2 separate regions of the Sus scrofa genome follow, and region 1 is linked to region 2. The links are chromatin contacts, called in public HiChIP or PLAC-seq maps. All regions are on one chromosome and are shown on one strand. Each heading gives the region's core, a stretch centred on a gene start, on an enhancer-like site or on the middle of the called end of the contact. The rest is flanking DNA. Distances are from core to core; before and after follow the strand shown. Region 1 overlaps MTTP (microsomal triglyceride transfer protein). Region 2 has its middle 10 kb from the start of DAPP1.

The links. HiChIP or PLAC-seq counts read pairs in DNA pulled down with a chosen protein or histone mark.
Region 1: an H3K27ac HiChIP or PLAC-seq map of skeletal muscle shows a contact between it and region 2. The contact joins two enhancer-like sites. A contact is called at or near these places in 1 of 5 promoter capture datasets (liver), 1 of 47 Hi-C or Micro-C datasets (embryonic fibroblasts) and 1 of 2 datasets of contacts at active chromatin or transcription factors (skeletal muscle).

The regions. Positions count from the first base shown.
Region 1 is chr8:120,824,627-120,827,984 of Sscrofa11.1, forward strand. It overlaps MTTP (microsomal triglyceride transfer protein), which reads right to left. Exons shown (of 18, transcript NM_214185.1): 16 at 898-1,022. Among named protein-coding and RNA genes, the nearest start is that of MTTP, 45 kb to the right of the region's middle. Within about 2 kb of position 2,050, at least 7 of the 83 cell types and tissues checked have an H3K27ac peak or open chromatin away from gene starts, as enhancers often do. A contact at or near this core is called in skeletal muscle, where this site is marked.
Region 2 is chr8:120,709,737-120,713,306 of Sscrofa11.1, forward strand. No RefSeq gene overlaps it. Among named protein-coding and RNA genes, the nearest start is that of DAPP1, 10 kb to the left of the region's middle. Within about 2 kb of position 2,190, at least 8 of the 83 cell types and tissues checked have an H3K27ac peak or open chromatin away from gene starts, as enhancers often do. A contact at or near this core is called in skeletal muscle, where this site is marked.

The DNA of each region.
Region 1 (3,358 bases), core at 800-3,299, 110 kb after region 2:
GGTTCAAAGATATTCTTTTATGTTCAAAATAAAACACTTCCATTTGATCCAATAGGTTGATTAGAGAAACTAAAGGAGCTGAGAAAACTGGGTTTAGAAAAATGAATGCTAATAAAAACACTTAAGGATTCATAGTGTTTAAGACTTAGTTCTGTGAAAAAGTGATCTTCTTTTTCTCCATTGAAGACAGTAAAAGAAGCAAGATTATAAATTCCAACAAGAGGGATAAGCTTAAAAATTTGCTTAAAAGTGTGTTAAGGAGACAATGTTGCCTCTGTGAGGATGTGGGTTTGATCCCTAGCCTTGCTCAGTGGATTAAGGATCCCGCATTGCTGTAAGGTATGGCCATAAAAAAAATTAAAAAGTAAAGTTTTCTTTCTTTCTTTTTTTTTTCTTTTTTTGTCATTTTAGGGCTGCACCTGCGGCATATGGAGGTTCCCAGGCTAGGGGTCTAATTGGAGCTGTTGCTGCCAGCCTCTGCCAGAGCCACAGCAATGCCAGATCCCTAACCCACTGAGTGAGGCCAGGGATCGAACCTGCAACCTCATAGTTCCTAGTCGGATTCGTTTCTGTTGCGCCACAACGGGAACTCCAGTAAAGTTTTCTGACAGCACTGTCACCTACTACAGTGGGATACCAAGAAAAGATAAACATCTTGTCCACTGGGCAGGCTGTCCATGGATGTCTTTAAAAGCAAAAAATTCTTGGCAGAGTTCTATTAGGTACCTACCCTTCCATTCCAAGAAGCTATGGAAATAATGACTTCCCATGGTTATTTCCTACTCTATGATTGATAATTACAAATAGAAAGCCTAGGTTTTGATAGGTCAGAAGGTTAAACAATTCCAAAAAGCTATCTCTGCGGTTCTTTGCATAGAGCATTAGACTTATGCTTACCGATTTTTCACTCGGGTCTTTGACTCACGATACCACAGACTAAACTCCATTGAACCTGAAATATCAATAGCTAGACCACCCTGGACCTCCATATTGGCCTTAAGTCCAGATTGCAACTGAAGCTCCTAGAAACAAAAATGTATAATAATAGTCAGAAGGAGGAGGAGAAGAAAAAGAGGAAGAAGCACAAAATTTGGCCAGCCCCTTTCCAAAGGCACATTCAACCTCCTGCTCTACATAATGCCACTGAGTTGTGTTAATGTTGATGTCTTTCTCTAAGCTTGGAAACACATTCGAATCTTAATCACCAGAAGATTACTGATGTGCTAAATCATTTAGTCAATTAAAATACTAAAGTAGTTTAGAGTCCATTGAGAAGGGGCTTTCTTTCCATCCTTGCCGCACTTTGGAAGGGGCCATGTTTCTCAAAGTGTGGTTCCCTGACAATTAACATGAGCATCCAGGGAACGTGTTAGAGATGCAAGCCCCATACCCACTGAGTTAGAAACTAATAACTAATCTGACCCCAGAAATCTGTGTTTTACTAAGCCCTCATGTGATTCTGATGCACCCAAATGTGAGAACCACCAGACTAGGGAAAATGAAGGCATCTCCGTGAGGAATTCCGCGTGGCTTTGGGGTAGGGGTGAGAGGTGGGGACAGATGATCTCTCGAAGTCCTTTAGCACTTCTGTAGTTATGTGCTGTGTCAAATATAGTAAACTGCATCCCGCTGGCAAATGAAAGGCAGGATGAAAACTGCCAGAGCAGTATCCTAGTTCCAGGGATTGCCTAGGAAAGGAAAGCTAAGGCAAGGCAACTTAACTAAGCCTTTATACTTTATTGTTCGACCTTTGAAGTGACAACAAAATAACAAGACCAACACAAACTCCAAAGCATATTCCAGAGGACAGGATTCATTTATAAACATAGTCCTTCCTCAGCAATTCTGTAGTTGTCTGAAACCCATTGTTTTATGCTGTTTGCCAGCATTTACACTTTAATTCTCACAATTTCTATGTACATTAGATGGGGTGGTGCTGGCTGAAAACTTTTGCAGCTGGATTGGAATCAGATTGCCTGGAGACAGTGTGGGAAATGATAACAGTTCTGGGAAAAAGGCTCAGTACTCTTAATTTTGATATTCCTCCAAAGATCTTAGGTTCATGGCAACTGGCAGCATGACTAACTTCTTTATGTAACTGCCCTACTCAGACCAAACAAGCCATGCTTTCTTTCCCCAACTATGAATGCCATGATTTCACTTTCTAGAAAGGATTGTGTTGATCCTTGATTTCCCTGACTTCTCTCTACTTTGCAAAAATGAGGCAAGAAATCCCAGTCACAGAACTTGATTTACTGGAAAAAGTCTGAATGGGGCAGGAAACTACCTTCAGTCGGAAAGACACTTGGATGAAGGCATGAGATTCTCCACACTGGGCTCAGGACGCATTAGGAAAGAGCCCTGAGGATCCTTACTGCTACATTAGGTCTAGAACGGGATGTTTTGTTGTAAGATGCGGGGGGTTCCTCGGGCATCATAACTAATCTGAAGGAATACACAGTATCCTGACAAAACCACAATGACCATGTCCTAATTGTAACCTATGCTCTAAGCTGCAGAATCAAGGTATGCACTCTAATTGTGATCATTCCCAAATAAACCCTACTGGGTGCCAGTCTTTCTTTTCTTTGGCTCACGTTCTCTGTTTCCAGTTGGAACACGATAATCTTGTTCGCCAACTCAGCAGAGGTCCGTGACATGGACTTTGGCTTTCCCACTGACGTACATTATGTAGATGTCAAAACACACCAAGTCCCATGGAAAAGAACATTTCACGGCTACTAGACCATGTGCCTTTTGTGGGGAGAGAGCATTTCCACTGCAGTGTGGGTTTTGAGGAACACCTCGGCTTTCTGGGAAAACTCCACTTCTCTCATGCCAAGGCATCACAGGAGAATTCTTGTGTATAGTCACAGAGAAATTTGCTTGGACCCCCACAGAAGGACAGACCACAGATCCCTATAGAAGGACACACTTCTCTTTCCTTTGTGAAAAGGACTAAACCACATAGTGCAGTGGTTCTAAGTTATGAAGAGTAAAAAAATAAGGAGAACTTATTATTCACTTCTTGCACCCCCAAGCCTCTATATTTGATATCTCATTTAATTCCCATACTAATTTTCCATGGTAGGTATTATATCTGAAGATTGGAAAGAAAACCCAGGCTAGGAGATTACATGTGGAGCTAGAATGAATACCCAGACTATTTCTAGTGGGGAAACTTTTCTAATACCATACATGGCTATCATGAAATTACAGTTCTTGTTTGTCTCCTACTGCGTGAGGAAGCCTATTCTGAGAAATATTGCAAAAAAAAGATAAAGCATAGGGTAATGTCCTTGTTTGACCCAGAGCACATATTTATTTAAATTCTTGTCTATAGGCTAGAAGAACAAGA
Region 2 (3,570 bases), core at 940-3,439:
CGCAGACTGGGACTTGAACCCACGTGGCGGGACACGAACCCAGCCAGAACGCAGACTGGGACTTGAACCCACGTGGGGGGACACGAACCCAGCCAAGGCCAGATTGGGACTTGAACCCACGCACTGGACTTAAACCCAGCCAAAACCCAGACTGGGACTTGAACCCAGGTGCTGGGACTCAAAACCAACCTAAAGCCAGACTGGGACTTAAATCCATGGTTTTAAATTTGACTTACTCACCCTGTTGTCTGGACTCACCAAGGCTCAGGTTCTTTATGCCTCCACGCAGAAGGAATTCAGCGACACAGAGTGACTAGGCAAGAAACAGACCTGATAGGATAGGACACTTAGAAGACATGCACACAGACAGGCAGAGAAGCTTCTGCCCTAGGATCTGGTGGGCCACAGTTTTATCATCCAAGGGGAGTGGGGGCTGGAAAGGCCCGCCTCCTCCTTTCCGGGAAAAGTAGCTCCTCCTTAGTATCTGGTGAGGTCTGTATTCAAATCAGCTGAAAGGCAGTCCTCCAACTCTTACCCTTGGGCTGAATCTGAATGCAGGCCTCATCCCATCCCCACCCAATTAATGCTTGCACCTCCACTAGTTAAGCAAGGCTGCCTTGTTCTGATGGCTTTCTGGAACTGACAGTGGTTTCCCAACATCCCAGGTTTCCCTCTTTCTCTATGATTCCCTATTGGGCCTTCTACAACCACCTGTGCCTACTCCATCCCTATCAAAAGGAGGAGACTTAGATAGAAACAAAAGAGTCCAACAAAAAAGGGGCCAACTCATGACCGAAGAAGCTGTTTATGGATTGAGGATTATATTTAAATGAAGGAGTTTGAGAGGAGAGAGTGGCTTTGATGAATTGGGAAACTTAACTTGTAGGCTATGTCTCTGGAGAAATCCCTCAGCAGAAAATGGTTCGACATGTGTCCAATGTTAAGAGACTAAGGGTTCATGGAACACTAGACAGTCGCTAGATGGGGGAGACAGGAACGACAGAGGTGCTGAGATGGCTTCGGTTTTTGAGGAAGGGGAAAATGTGTCTGAAAATATGAAAGACCCCCAATGGCAAACATAGAAGCAAGGAGCCAGTTAGGCAGAGCTGAGCCCTCATAATTCACTCACCTTCTAGCAAGGAAGGAAATTCATTTGACTGTAGGTTGGGAGTCAAATTTAAAAAATCAGAGAATCTCTGAAATACACGCTTCAATTTACAAGAGCACCTTCCCTCTTTGCTTCCGGTGTCCATCAAACGTTATTTCCTGGGAGTTATCCTATGGAACCACCACTGTAAAACTAACACTGTCCCCAGTACTCCATACCCAATACCCAATCATGAGGATTTTTTAATTTTAGTTTTATGGGAATATAGTTGACTTACAAGTTTGTGTTAGTTTCAGGTGCACAGCAGAGTGAATCAGTTCTGCCTACACAAATATCCACTCCGTTTCAGATTCCTTTCCAGTATCCATCACTACAGAGTCCTGAGCAGATCTCCCTGTGCTCTACAGTGGGTCCTTTAACAAAGGGTCTTAGCTGCACGAAAAGCCAGCTGTGATCCCTCCCATTATTTAAGGCGATTACTTAGATGCGAAGCCAGGATCCCTCAATGTGAACCTACGGTATCACATCCATCCAAGGCCCCTTGGAAACCACCCTGCACCATTCCCTTATCCCATCTCACAGAGTCTGAAAGATGGGTGTTATATTTCGGGAGGTTGAAAAAAATAACCCAAGGCTTGCATATGGAAACGGCAGTAGAGTGAAAGGCTGATTCACACTCCTCATCTATCTGACTCCAAAGCCCTCGTTCATCCCCACCCCCACTGCACCCAAGGAGGTGGGGCTCCCTGGGGAGTGGAGAAGGCCCCTTGCTGGCCTGTCAGCGGGCTCGCTTCCGCTTGTGTGAGGCTGGCACCCCAGACTGCACACCACAGCTCTGGAGGTGAGGCAGGACTTATCCTCAGAGCCCCCCCCGCGGTGAGGAGTCCAGATTGACACATCCATTTCTCAGGCTTTTACAAAACCAGGAGTGACGGGAAAGAGCTCATGCAATCATCATCTGTAAGACATTTTTTAAAACGGAGAAGAAAAAAAATCAACTTTCAGTATTACTCCCCTGCAACTCATAGACTGTGCCTCCTCTGATTTCCCAAGAATAACCATCTCTTCTTCCTTCTCCCTGCTACTTCTTTTCATCCTGATTTTTAAAATGATAACACCACAGACCCTGGGAGCTAGACTCATTGAAGGTTTATTTTTAGGCGAGCTTTACAAGAACTATGCAGCCCACCTGTGGCCATTAAGGATCCTAGAATGCTCCTGTGAGGCTGGCACCCTGGGCACTGGCTGTCCTCCAGTGCGGGTCGCTATATTTAGCCCGACTACAAGTTCTCCCCTGCCACAGAGCCTGAGGCCACATTTTCACTTCCTGAGTTTGTATGGGGAGGGGGGTGATCCATCTGCACTGGGGCTCTCTCATCTGCCCTGGGCTCTGCCACTGCTCCATAAGGGATTTTCAGAACATGCCATTCAAGCCTTGGGACTCAGAGCATCTGTAGAGTGGTTCACGGACCCCTGCCACGAAGGATAGTGAATTACCGGCAGTGACTCTGGAAGTCTGGAGTATTGCATGTCAGCAGTGTCGCCCAATGTGGAGAATGGGAAGTAACGTGCGGAGGAGAAGTTTCCACCGAATGTAGGACCTGCGGGAGCTGGCAGAGTTAGACAAGGTTCCACGTGAGACGCCACGGGCTGGGAATGATCCAGATGGAAGCCTAGGGCAGAGAGGGTGTCTGGGACTCTGAGAGAGTCTGTGCTTTCCACTCCTAATGCCACACTGACCTGGCCTCTTGAGAACTTGCATCACGGCTAGCTGTAATCACCAAAACTCCTCGTTGTGGCGAGGGGATATGTTTACAAAGAATGTTATGGTTCATTTCTTCTTGCTTGGAAGTTGGGATCTTGAGAATCCTTAGTTTTAGGACCAAACGCAAAGGTTAAACTCAAACTTCTTAAAACATCCTCTTGGTTAGATAGCTATTCATTTCTTTTGTAAGAGAAACAGCCACAAAGAAAAGAAAAAAAAAAAAACAAACAAACCCATGTCAGCTTTGTGGAAACTACCTAAAAATCAGCAAGAGGGGTAGTGAATTTCCTAAGCACATTTTTCCTTTCAGATAGTGTTTTCATCTTTCTCCGACTATAAGCTGATCATATGGTAGAGGAATCAAAAACTCTTTGGGGATAATGATAATTTCCTGACATGGAAAATTGACGCAAGTTTTCTTCTGTAAGTTGAGGCCAGCTTCAAACACACACACTGGCAAATACGCACATGTTCACGATTCCTCCGAAATCCTAGGCTCTGGCTTCTCCTTTGCAGGTGTAAGTGGTCTTCAGTGTCAACTGGATCAACACACTGCTAACTTGTAACTGGGAATGAACTTAGCAAAATGCCCACATCTGGGCCGAGATTTGCTTTATACTTTTTTTTTTTTTGGTCATTTCAAGAATGTATTTTCCAAAGGCCTTTTAGAAGCAGTTAAAGCAAATGTTATTACCTA